Regions from separate parts of the Pan troglodytes genome. Here region 2 is linked to region 1. Evidence: chromatin contacts called from public Hi-C data. All regions are on one chromosome and are shown on one strand. Each heading gives the region's core, a stretch centred on a gene start, on an enhancer-like site or on the middle of the called end of the contact. The rest is flanking DNA. Distances are from core to core; before and after follow the strand shown.

Region 1 (4,795 bases), core at 188-2,687:
CCTCAGATACTCACCTGCCCTACTCCCTCACCTCATCTATGCCTTTGCACAGATATTAGCAGATATCTGTGCTGATAAAAGTTGCAACTGCACCAGGCACAGTGGCTCACACCTGTAATCCAGCACTTTGGAAGCCTGAGGCAGGAGGATTGCTTAAGGCTAGGGGTTCAAGACCAGCCTGGGCAACACAGCAAGACCTTATCTCTGAAAAAAAAAAAAAAAAAAAAAAAAGTTGTAGCTCATCAATTACCCTATCTGAAATAGCCCTGAATCCCCTGCCTTATTTTCCTTTATTGCACTTGTTACTACATCCCATTATATTTTACATGTATGTGTTTAATATTTGCCTCCCTAGTTAAAATGTAAAGTGCATGAAAGGAGACATTTTTATTTATAGTCAGGTCCGCAGATCTTAGGACAGTGCCTGGCACATAATAAAAGCACAATAAATATTTGTTGAATGAGTCTTAGAGTTGAGTCAAACATCAGATAGCAGGTATTTCTACTGGGCAAATGTGGACTCACCCCAGAGGTGTGTGGAAGAGGGTGCAGAGTCTGGAGTAGTTTGGGGTGTAGATGTCGGGGGAGAGGCAATTGTCTCGGGTGGAAACAAAATCCATGGCTTGTGCCCCTGCAGTTGCAAACACTATGAGTAGACGACAGAGAGAGAGAGAGGGAGGGAGGGAGGGAGGGAGAGAGAGAGAGAGGGAGGGAGGGAGGGGGGGAGAGAGAGAGAGAGAGAGAGAGAGAGAGAGAGAGAGAGAGAGAGAGAGAGAGAGAGAGAGAGAGAGAGAGAGAGAACTAATTGTAATTCCTACTCATAGCCACAAGATGGCACTATTGCTCAGGGTCTTTACTCTGAAAAGCCGAATCTAGCAGAATCTAGCAGTCTAGTTTGGGATTCCTTGCTTCTCTCCGTCTCCTCCCGTTTCTCTCTCCGCTTTCCTCTCTTTTGTCTTCCTCTCCCTTCGTTTTTAAACACTGCTTTTATGGTGGACTTGAGCAATAGTATAGGAGAAGCCATTGGTGCTCAGAGAGAGATCCCCGAGATGGATATTTGGCCACACTAGGCACAATGGTTTGCTCATTGAGCACGGCCGGAAGGCCTGGGTTCACCAGCTTTCTCTTCTCTCTGGCCAGAACCCATAGCCTTGCTGTTCTGGACCTGGCCCGTGGCTTGGGAAGCCTCCAGGGACAATCTTGCTTCTCCCTCCCTTACTCCATCCTCCCCACCCCATAACATGCTTATCTGGGAAGCACCTGCCCTCAGATCTGGTTCCAGGGGTCCTTGCTTTCCACTTGAGAAACTGTAAACATGCACAGAATGTCTCCTGGTGGGGGTTCTGAGGCCTTTTCCTCCCTGGTATTTTAGCCTAAGGAAAAAGCATTCAGTGGTGTGGGGATGGTGGGTGGAGCTTGCGGTATTTTTCTAAGACTTTTGCAGTTGGGGAACAAATCTCCAGGGAAGGGGCAGGGCCTCGGGCTAATTCCAGTACAGTAGGATCAGGGCCAAGAAAACATCACACAAAGGAAACTTCAAAGCTCTTCCCCAGTCTGAATGGGCAGGGCCTGCTGAGAGGTCAGATGTTAACTTGATCCAAATGCCCTCTTGCTTTCAGGTGCCCCTCGCAGGCCTGCACACCCCTAGGGGATCCGCCCTCTCCCAGGTCAGAATTCCACAGGGCCCTGAAGCTTCCTTAGGCAGTGCTCCCCATCCCTGCGCTTGAAGCAAAGCCAGGGAGGGCAGAGCCCGAAGTTGGGATCTGGTTCTGACTGTTCTCTGGCCTTAGGAGTAGAGGCCAATTTCATCTCTGCAAAGTGAGGCTGGGGCTGAGGAATGAAATTACACCTTCATCCCGCTCAGTCCTGCCTCATCCCCAAACCTTGTCAAACCCTGACACTTTGCTACTTTGCAGGGAGTGGTGAGAATTAGGAATGCTGCAAGGTCACTTAGGGTGATCATTAGGACAGTCATTAATTTCTGAGGCCTAAGAGTGACTAATTTATCTCTGATAGACACAGGGATCAAAGGAGAGTATTTATGGCTTAGAAACAAACCTCCCATTCTTTCCCCTGCTATAATAAATAATAAAAAGCTCCCAGGCCTCCCTCCCTTGTCCATCTCTTCCCTGCCCCTTCCTCTCTGTCTTAACTGTCCCTGCACAAAAATTAACCCTACTCTTGCTTCTCTGTACTCTTCCCCATTCCTTCTGTAAAAACCAGAGAGGGGAAGAGAATTAGCTGGCCCTGAGAGCTTCAGCTGCAACTGTGCTGTGGAGTGAGGGGTGCTGATCCCAGGGGAAGACATAAGCCGGGCCAAGAGTGGGCTCTCCCTGGGCATTTACCATGTTTACTTTCCTAAGTATGTATATCAGGGCCTGGTTAGGCTAGAAAGCAGACTGTCACCAGTTTTATTAGCTGTGTGACCTTGAGCAAGCTACTTTTTTAAAGCCTCAGTTTCCCAATCTATAAAAGAAGGATAATAATAGCATCACAGACTGGCTTATGAGAATGACATAAGATAAAATATATAAAGTGCTCAGCACAGAGCCTGATGCAAAATAATGGCCACCACATTTACCAGGACCTCAACATCCTTATTTTATTTCCAAGAACTTGAGGCTGCAGTACAAACTGAGTCCTTCACTTTCTGTTGTAGCCTCTGGGAGACGCCAAAGTGAGGATGGGTGTGGCCCTCCCAGGACGCTGGGCCCCTGCTGTAACAAGAAACAGATCACACGGGAGGGGTTCTCAGCCTTAAGGATGCCGTGAGGTGGGCCTAGATCATGGCTTCTCACCGCGGCACTACTGACAGACCATTCTTTGTGGTGAGGCTTTGTTCTGTGCATTGTAGGCTGTTTCGCAGCATCTCTGGCCTCTGTTCACTAGATGCCAGTAGCAGCCTTCTAGTCATGACTATCAAAAATGCCTTTAGACATTGTCAGATGTCTTCTGGGGGACAAAACTGCCCTTAGTTGAGAGGCACTGGTCCAGGAAGGTGGGAAACATAGGGGCAAACCTGGCAGGGGTGAGGAGGCAGGTATGAGCCTGCGCACAAGAGCCCCTCCTACCCTGGGCAGGGCTCAGGCAGACCCTCAGCTGACTGTGGAGATTGGCCCTGGAAGACAAAGTTCTCTCTAGTAAGGCCATGGCCTTGCTTCCTCAAGAGCTGATGCCCTGCTTGGACATGGACCCCTGGATTCCCCCCAACCCAAACCAACATACACAACCCTGTCCAGCCCCAGGAGTGCTGGCCAAGAAACAGTGCCCTGGTGGCACAGAATGCTCACTAAATGGACCCTGGGTCCATTCTCATCTCAGGGCAGAGCATGGAGCCAGGCTGGCCCTGCCACTCATGCACTGTGTGGCCTTGGGCAAATTGTTTCACCTCTCTGTGCCCCAGGATCCTTATCTGTAAAAATACCTTCCTAGGCAGGTTGTTGTGAGGATTAAATGACTTCATATTTCTGAAATACTTAGAAGAGAGCCTGACTCATAGCAAGCACTAAGTGTTTGTTAAAGAAGCCAAAACCCAAAAAGAAGCTGCTGCAGACCAGGCGATGATGCAGCGTTGTGTATGTCAGAGGGTGCCTCAGCTATGACCTAAGGTCCAGGAGCTGTGTTTCCAAGGGCCTCTGGCCATTTGTATCTGGGTGTGGTGGGTGTATCTGGGGTCCCTGCAGCATCTCCCCTATTGGAGGTGGTTGTTCTTAGGAAAGTTCATTTTGACCAGAGAGAATACTCAGTGCAATGGGCTCCAGAACTTCTCACTTGACAGCCCCTGGGAATTTCTTTGACTTGAGGGTGCTGGGAGAAAAGTCTTTTCCTCTACCAACTTAGGTTTGAGGGGGGGGTTTGTGAAATGACTCACAATAGACATACGAACGGGAAAAAAGACGAGGTCTATTCATATGTGGGAGCACTCGGTAATAAGTACCTTGCTGTACAGCCAGAGGTAAAGGTTTAAATACCAACTTAGCAAAAGGGAGGCAATGACAGCTTCGGAGGCTGGAAGGGTCTGATGGGGCTTGTTTACATAGTGTTTGGGAATGTACCAGTGCCCAAGGCCAGTCACCTGCCTGACTGGAGACCTCTGGGGGTGGAGATGAGGAGAAAACTCTGTTTTAGCCAGATAGGGGTTCAGTGGTGATTTCTTTTTTTTTTTTTTTTTTTTTTTTCCTTTTCCTTCTTTTATTCTCAGACCTCACAGGGATGGATCTTTTTCTTCCCTTTTTTCTTATTTTTCTTTTCTCACCCTCCCCCAATTCAGATTTCTTTTTGCATCTATTGTTGAAGCATCTGTTGTTGGATTTTGGTTGCTTAAAGGGAAGTACCTTCAATTTGCTGGGAAGAGAGAAGGAGCGAGGGAAGGAGCTGTTGAATGAGTTGCTGTGATCTTTTGGGAACCCTAATATTTCCTGTCTGGCAGAGGAGGCAAAACCCCAGTCCAGAAGCCTCCCCAAACACGCAGTGGGAAAAACCACTTAGAGTTGCCAAGTGCTTTGCATGAGTTATCTATTGCTATGTAACAAATTGCCCTGAAACAGCAGCCTCAACAGCAAAACACGTGTCATCTCTAGAGTCAGGAATTTGGACGCGACTAAGGTGAGTTGTTCTGGTTCAGGGTCTCTCATGAGGTTGCGGTCAAGATATTAAACAGAGCTGCTGTCACGTGAGCGCTTGATGTGAGGCGGGAGGATTCACGTCCAAGATGGGTCCTCACATGGCTGTTGGCAGGAGGCGTCAGTTCCTCACCTCTGGGACCTCTGAGAGGGCTGCATGAATATCCTTACAA
Region 2 (5,312 bases), core at 86-2,585, 480 kb after region 1:
AAGGTACAACATTTTGGGGTAGCATGTCCTATAAAGGTTGTATTCCTGAGAATGTCAATATGTGACAAATTCCTTTTCCAAAACTGAAAAATGTATGCTTAGCTCTTTAGGATACTGAAAATAGATATTAAATAGCTCCCTGGGCTGGGCACGGTGGTTCACACCTGTAATCCCAGCACTTTAGGAGGCTAAGGTGGGCAGATCACTTGAGTCCAGGAGTTTGAGAACAGCCTGGGCGATGAAGTGAAAACCTGTCTCTACTAAAAATACAAAAATTAGCCAGGCATGGTAGCACATGCCTGTAATCCCAGTTACTCAGATGGCTGAGGCACCAGAATTGTGAACTTAGGAGGCGGAGATTGTAATGAGCCAAGATTGTACCACTGCACTCCAGGCTAGGCAACAGAGGGAAACTCTGTCTCAAAATAAATAAATAAATAAATAGCTCCCTGCTTTATATTGCTTACTTTTTATAGAATTTGTTAATTAAAAATTACAAAAGGTTACTATCACACTGGTCTTTAAGAAAAAAAAAAAAAAACTGGCCAGGCACAGTGGCTAACACCTGTAATCCAAGCACTTCAGGAGGCTGAGGAGGGCAGATCACCTGAGGTGAGGAGTTTGAGACCAGCCTGACCAATATGATGAAACCCCATCTCTACTAAAAAAATAAAAATTAGCCAGGCGTGGTGGCATGCGCCTGTAATCCCAGCTACTCGAGAGGCTGAGACAGGTAAATCACTTGAACCCAGGAGGCAGAAGTTGCAGTGAGCCATTGCACTCCAGCCTGGGCAACAAGAGTGAAACTCAGTCTCAAAACAAAACAAAACCTTCAGAAGGTCACTGTTTTGGACTAAGCTAGTCCACTAGGTCTCAACAGACAACGCTACAAATCAAAATGGAGTAACCCGGCCGGGCGCGGTGGCTCACGCCTGTAATCCCAGCACTTTGGGAGGCCGAGGCAGGTGGATCACAAGGTCAGGAGATCAAGACCATCCTGGCTAACATGGTGAAATCCCGTCTCTACTAAAAATACAAAAAAAATTAGCCGGGCATGGTGGCGGGCAGGCACCTGTAGTCCCAGCTACTCGCAAGGCTGAGGCAGGAGAATGGCATGAACCCGGGAGGTGGAGCGTGCAGTGAGCTGAGATCGCGCCACTGCACTCCAGCCTGGGCTACACAGTGAGACTCCGTCTAAAAAACAAACAAACAAACAAACAAAAAATGGAGTCACCCATGCTAAAGTTCACATCACCACTACTAAAACTAAGTTGTTATCTGACCTTCCAAGGAATGAGGACAGAGCCATAACAGCCAATTTTCCCAAAAGGCCAGTTACAGTCTTCAATTAGCATGAGAATGAGGTTTCCTTTGCTTCAATCCTTACACAAAAAAGGTAGCCTGAAGTAACCTGATGTTAAGTAGTCAGTTATTTTCTATTGTTCTATCTCCCCATTGCTGCCTTACAAGGAAAGTAACTTTTTGAAATGACCAATCTGCATTTTATTCTTTGTTTCTGCTTTATTCAGCCCTTTCTGCCTATAAAACCAACCACCTCTGCTCAATTCATGGGAACATTTATTCTATTTTATTGAATGAAGTGTTGCCCAATTTTAGAGTTGCAAATACACAATTGAGATTGTTAAGCCAAAAGTGACTGAGGCAGGTCTCAATAGATTAGAGGTTTATTTAGCCAAGGTTGAGGATGTGCCCAAGGGAAAAACAAATCACAGAGGCACCTGTGGCCTATACTTCTTCCAAAGGAGGTTTTGTGAACTTTGGTATTTAAAGAGGAAAGAGCAAGCAGGAGGGGGGAATAAAAGGAAGAACAGGTAGGCAGTGAGGCAGATGGTTACGTTCTTGTGAAGCTCCAATTAGCCTCAGAAAAATCTATATTTTACATGAGAAAAGAGGAAGTAAAGGAAAAAGCCAACTTTGTATTGTCTCAAGCTCAGTAAATCGACATTTTACATAAGATAAACATGAAAAGAGAGTAGAAGAAATGAGGCTATGACATGGGGTTGTGATATTATAGCTATTGATTTGGCAACAAAAGGAAAACTGTATGATGCCTCAGATCCCAAGTTTAACTTTCCCTTTTGCACAGTGAGTTTGGGGTTCCAAGATTCTATTTTTCTTAAGATCTTTAAACCAAATTAGTTGTAATTTTGTCTTTTGACAGATTATCATCACTATGTCTGAAAGTATATTCCACTGTAGCTGGATATGGCTCTCAAAGACAAATAACTAAAATCTAACCTCATAAAGGGGACAGTCTTACTTGTACACTATTTACGCAAATTAATATGTTTAATTTAAAAAACACTAACTCGCCAGACGCAGTGGCTCACGCCTGTAATCCCAACACTTCAGGAGGCCGAGGCAGGTAGATCACAAGGTCAGGAGATGGAGACCATTCTGGCTAACACAGTGAAACCCCATCTCTACTAAAAAATACAAAAAATTAGCCAGGCGTGGTGGCAGGGATCTGTAGTCCCAGCTACTCGGGAGGCTGAGGCAGGAGAATAGCGGGAACCCAGGAGGCAGAGGTTGCAGTGAGCTGAGATCGTGCCACAGCACTCCAGCCTGGGCAAAAGAGCAAGAGTCCGTCTCAAAAACAAAAACAAAAACAAAAACAAAAAAAAACACTAACTCTGCAATTGGCATTGCCTTTAAGCTGTCCAGGACTCTTGTAATATATTGTCAGTGGATCTAAATACACATCCCTAATGTAAATAATTTTCCTGAAAGAATAATGTAACTAACACTTTACCACATAGCAAGATTTTAAAATAGTAATACTGAGAAAAGAAAATAACTTTGAGGAATGTGAGTCCTTTTAAATTATGAGGCCCAGAGAGACATTAAAATGAGACAGCAGGCAAGTCCTACTGTTAAGGACAAACTGCCCCAAGAAAGCTTCTTGGTGCTGCCCACCCTTCCCCCAAACCTCTCTACATTTCTAAGCCCTTGTCTAGGCACCACGGTGAAGCCAGCAGACTTCACTTATCAGACCTTGCTGCGATAAGCAAACCCCAATTACAAACCATCCAGACCCCACAGGGGGAGGTCGTAGGAAGCATAAACAAACGTTACCTACACCCTCCTGTAATAAACATCACAAGGTGACATGTGGCAAAATTAACCAGCAAACAACCCCGGGATGCAGCCATATCAAAGAACTCCCTCAAACTCCCCTCCCCAATATAAACCCCTCATTCCATAAGCTTGGTGCTGCCTCCTCTGTCTGTGATGGAGCAGCCGGCAGGTTAGTAAACTTCCTCGCCTGACCTCAGGTCTCCCTCTCGTCCTTTCTCTCTGCTAACCTTACATTACGGTGCCGAAACCCAGGAAGCAGATAGACTCTGGCAGGCACTCACTCTCACTCTCTCTCTCTCCCCCTCCCTCCCTCCCCTAACACCCCTCTCCCTGCCAATCTCCCTTTCCCCAAACCTGCCAAAGACCCAGAGAATCTCCTACACTCTCCCATTGCTAGTGACTTCATCCACCATCAACGCATCAAAGCCTCCACCAGGGTGAGTGAAGAGACTGTTGCCTTGCCCCCGGAACCCTTGACCGTCTGTCTCTCCATTTCTGAAAGACCCAGCACTCGGCCAAGGGCTTCCTCCGGCCTCCACGCCTCTGGTTCCTCTGTTTGAGGGACACCTGACACAGCAGTTACCTCCTCTATTCCAGACAAGCTCCATGGGAAAAGGGACGCCCTCTCCTGTAGTCTTCGTCACCGACAGTCTCTTCTTCCTCTACCCACCGCTCCTCCATTCCGTGATCTCAATGCTCTCGGCCTCCGTTCAGAGATCTAAGAGGCTTATCTTTCACTGCAATACTGCATCGCCCCAATACCAATTGGACAATGGCTCCCAATAGCCTGAAACGGGACTTTACAACTTTTGCCATAGCAATAGGAAATGGTCTGAGATTCCTTATGTTCAGGCTTTCTTCACTCACTGTAACTGCCCTTCCCTCTGTCAGTCTCGTTCTACTTTCCAAATTCTCCTCACCCGCTCCAAACCAGACTCACCTCCTGTTTCCCTCACCCCAACAGCCCTAGCCGACGACTTCTCCTTTGATCTGGCCGATTTCTCCCCTCCTCCACAACATCCTAATCCTCCGCCGAACAGCATGACCCCCCACCATATGCCTCTGCTCCACTCTACCTCTCTCTTCCCCCTCTCTCCAACCATCCCGCCTCCGACTCTGAGTCCTCCCTATCACCACCCCTTACTCATTCTCAAGCCCAACACGCCCAGCAGCCCACTCCCTTGCTTCCTCCTATTTTTCTCCTGTCCACTTCTCCCTCAGAGAGAGATTCTGTATAGTTGGCTAAGGAAATCAGAAATTTAATCAAACCTTACCAGAGGTAAGAGTGGGTGGCTCCATATGGTCTCCTCACCTGTAAGTAAACCCACCTGAAACACTGCAGAGTGACATGGTTTGGCAGCTACAATGAAACAGTTCATGCTTCACACTATTAAAGAAATTATCTTTCTAGACTGGGCGTTGTGGCTCACACCTGTAATCCCAGCACTTTGGAAGGCCATGGCGGGTGGATGGCTTGAGCACATGAGTTCAAGACCAGCCTGGGCAACATGGCGAAACCCCATCTCTACAAAAAATACAAAAATTCACTGGGTGTGCTGGTGCACATCTGTAGTCTCAACAACTCAGGAGGCTGAGGTGGGAGGATGGCTTCAGCCTGGGAGGAGGAAGTTGCAATGAGCCCAGATCACGCCACACTGCACTCCAGCCTGGGCAATAGAGCCAGACCTTGCCTCAAAACAAAAAACAAACAAACAAAAAAACTCTTTCTAAATATAAATCTGAGTTTATGTCACTTGCCCAATTAAAACTTTTTCACTGGCTCCCTGTTCACCACAAAATAAAGCCCATATGTGTCAGCATTCTTGACTATCAAGTCCCCTTTATCATCTTATCTCACATGGTTCACAGTAACCTTGGTATCCTTGGACTCAACACACATTTCTATACTTACATGTCTTAATGTTGTTCTTCCTATATAGAACCCCTTATTCTGCTTGTGGAAATATTTCCTACTCCTAACTTAAAAGCTGTTATATTCTAGTAACTGTTATATCCTATTACAACTCATTCATTAGGCTTTTATTTTGCTTTCAATTCTCATCATTTAGCTAGATGTTGAGAAATACACAGTGTTTTCCTCATCTGTATATTCCCCTCAATACTTAGCACAATACTTTGCACATAGTTTAATGTATATAGGAATGAATTAAGCACTATTTATCACCTGACTAAAAGGATTACAATTCTGCATC

What was found. Hi-C and Micro-C count contacts between places; a contact is called where the count stands out from the background.
Region 2: a contact with region 1 is called in a Hi-C map of induced pluripotent stem cells, with 4 times the contacts expected there. The contact joins two enhancer-like sites. A contact is called at or near these places in 6 of 7 Hi-C or Micro-C datasets (blood, induced pluripotent stem cells, a lymphoblastoid cell line and 2 more) and 1 of 1 other capture datasets (stem cell-derived neural stem cells).

The regions. Positions count from the first base shown.
Region 1 is chr12:60,304,749-60,309,543 of NHGRI_mPanTro3-v2.0_pri, forward strand. All of the region lies in intron 4 of LOC129143133 (a long non-coding RNA gene), which reads right to left. Among named protein-coding and RNA genes, the nearest start is that of TMEM17, 95 kb to the left of the region's middle. Within about 2 kb of position 1,438, at least 12 of the 24 cell types and tissues checked have an H3K27ac peak or open chromatin away from gene starts, as enhancers often do. A contact at or near this core is called in induced pluripotent stem cells, where this site is marked.
Region 2 is chr12:60,788,271-60,793,582 of NHGRI_mPanTro3-v2.0_pri, forward strand. The region is part of intron 1 of COMMD1 (copper metabolism domain containing 1); the gene reads right to left. Among named protein-coding and RNA genes, the nearest start is that of COMMD1, 37 kb to the right of the region's middle. Within about 2 kb of position 1,336, at least 2 of the 24 cell types and tissues checked have an H3K27ac peak or open chromatin away from gene starts, as enhancers often do. A contact at or near this core is called in induced pluripotent stem cells, where this site is marked.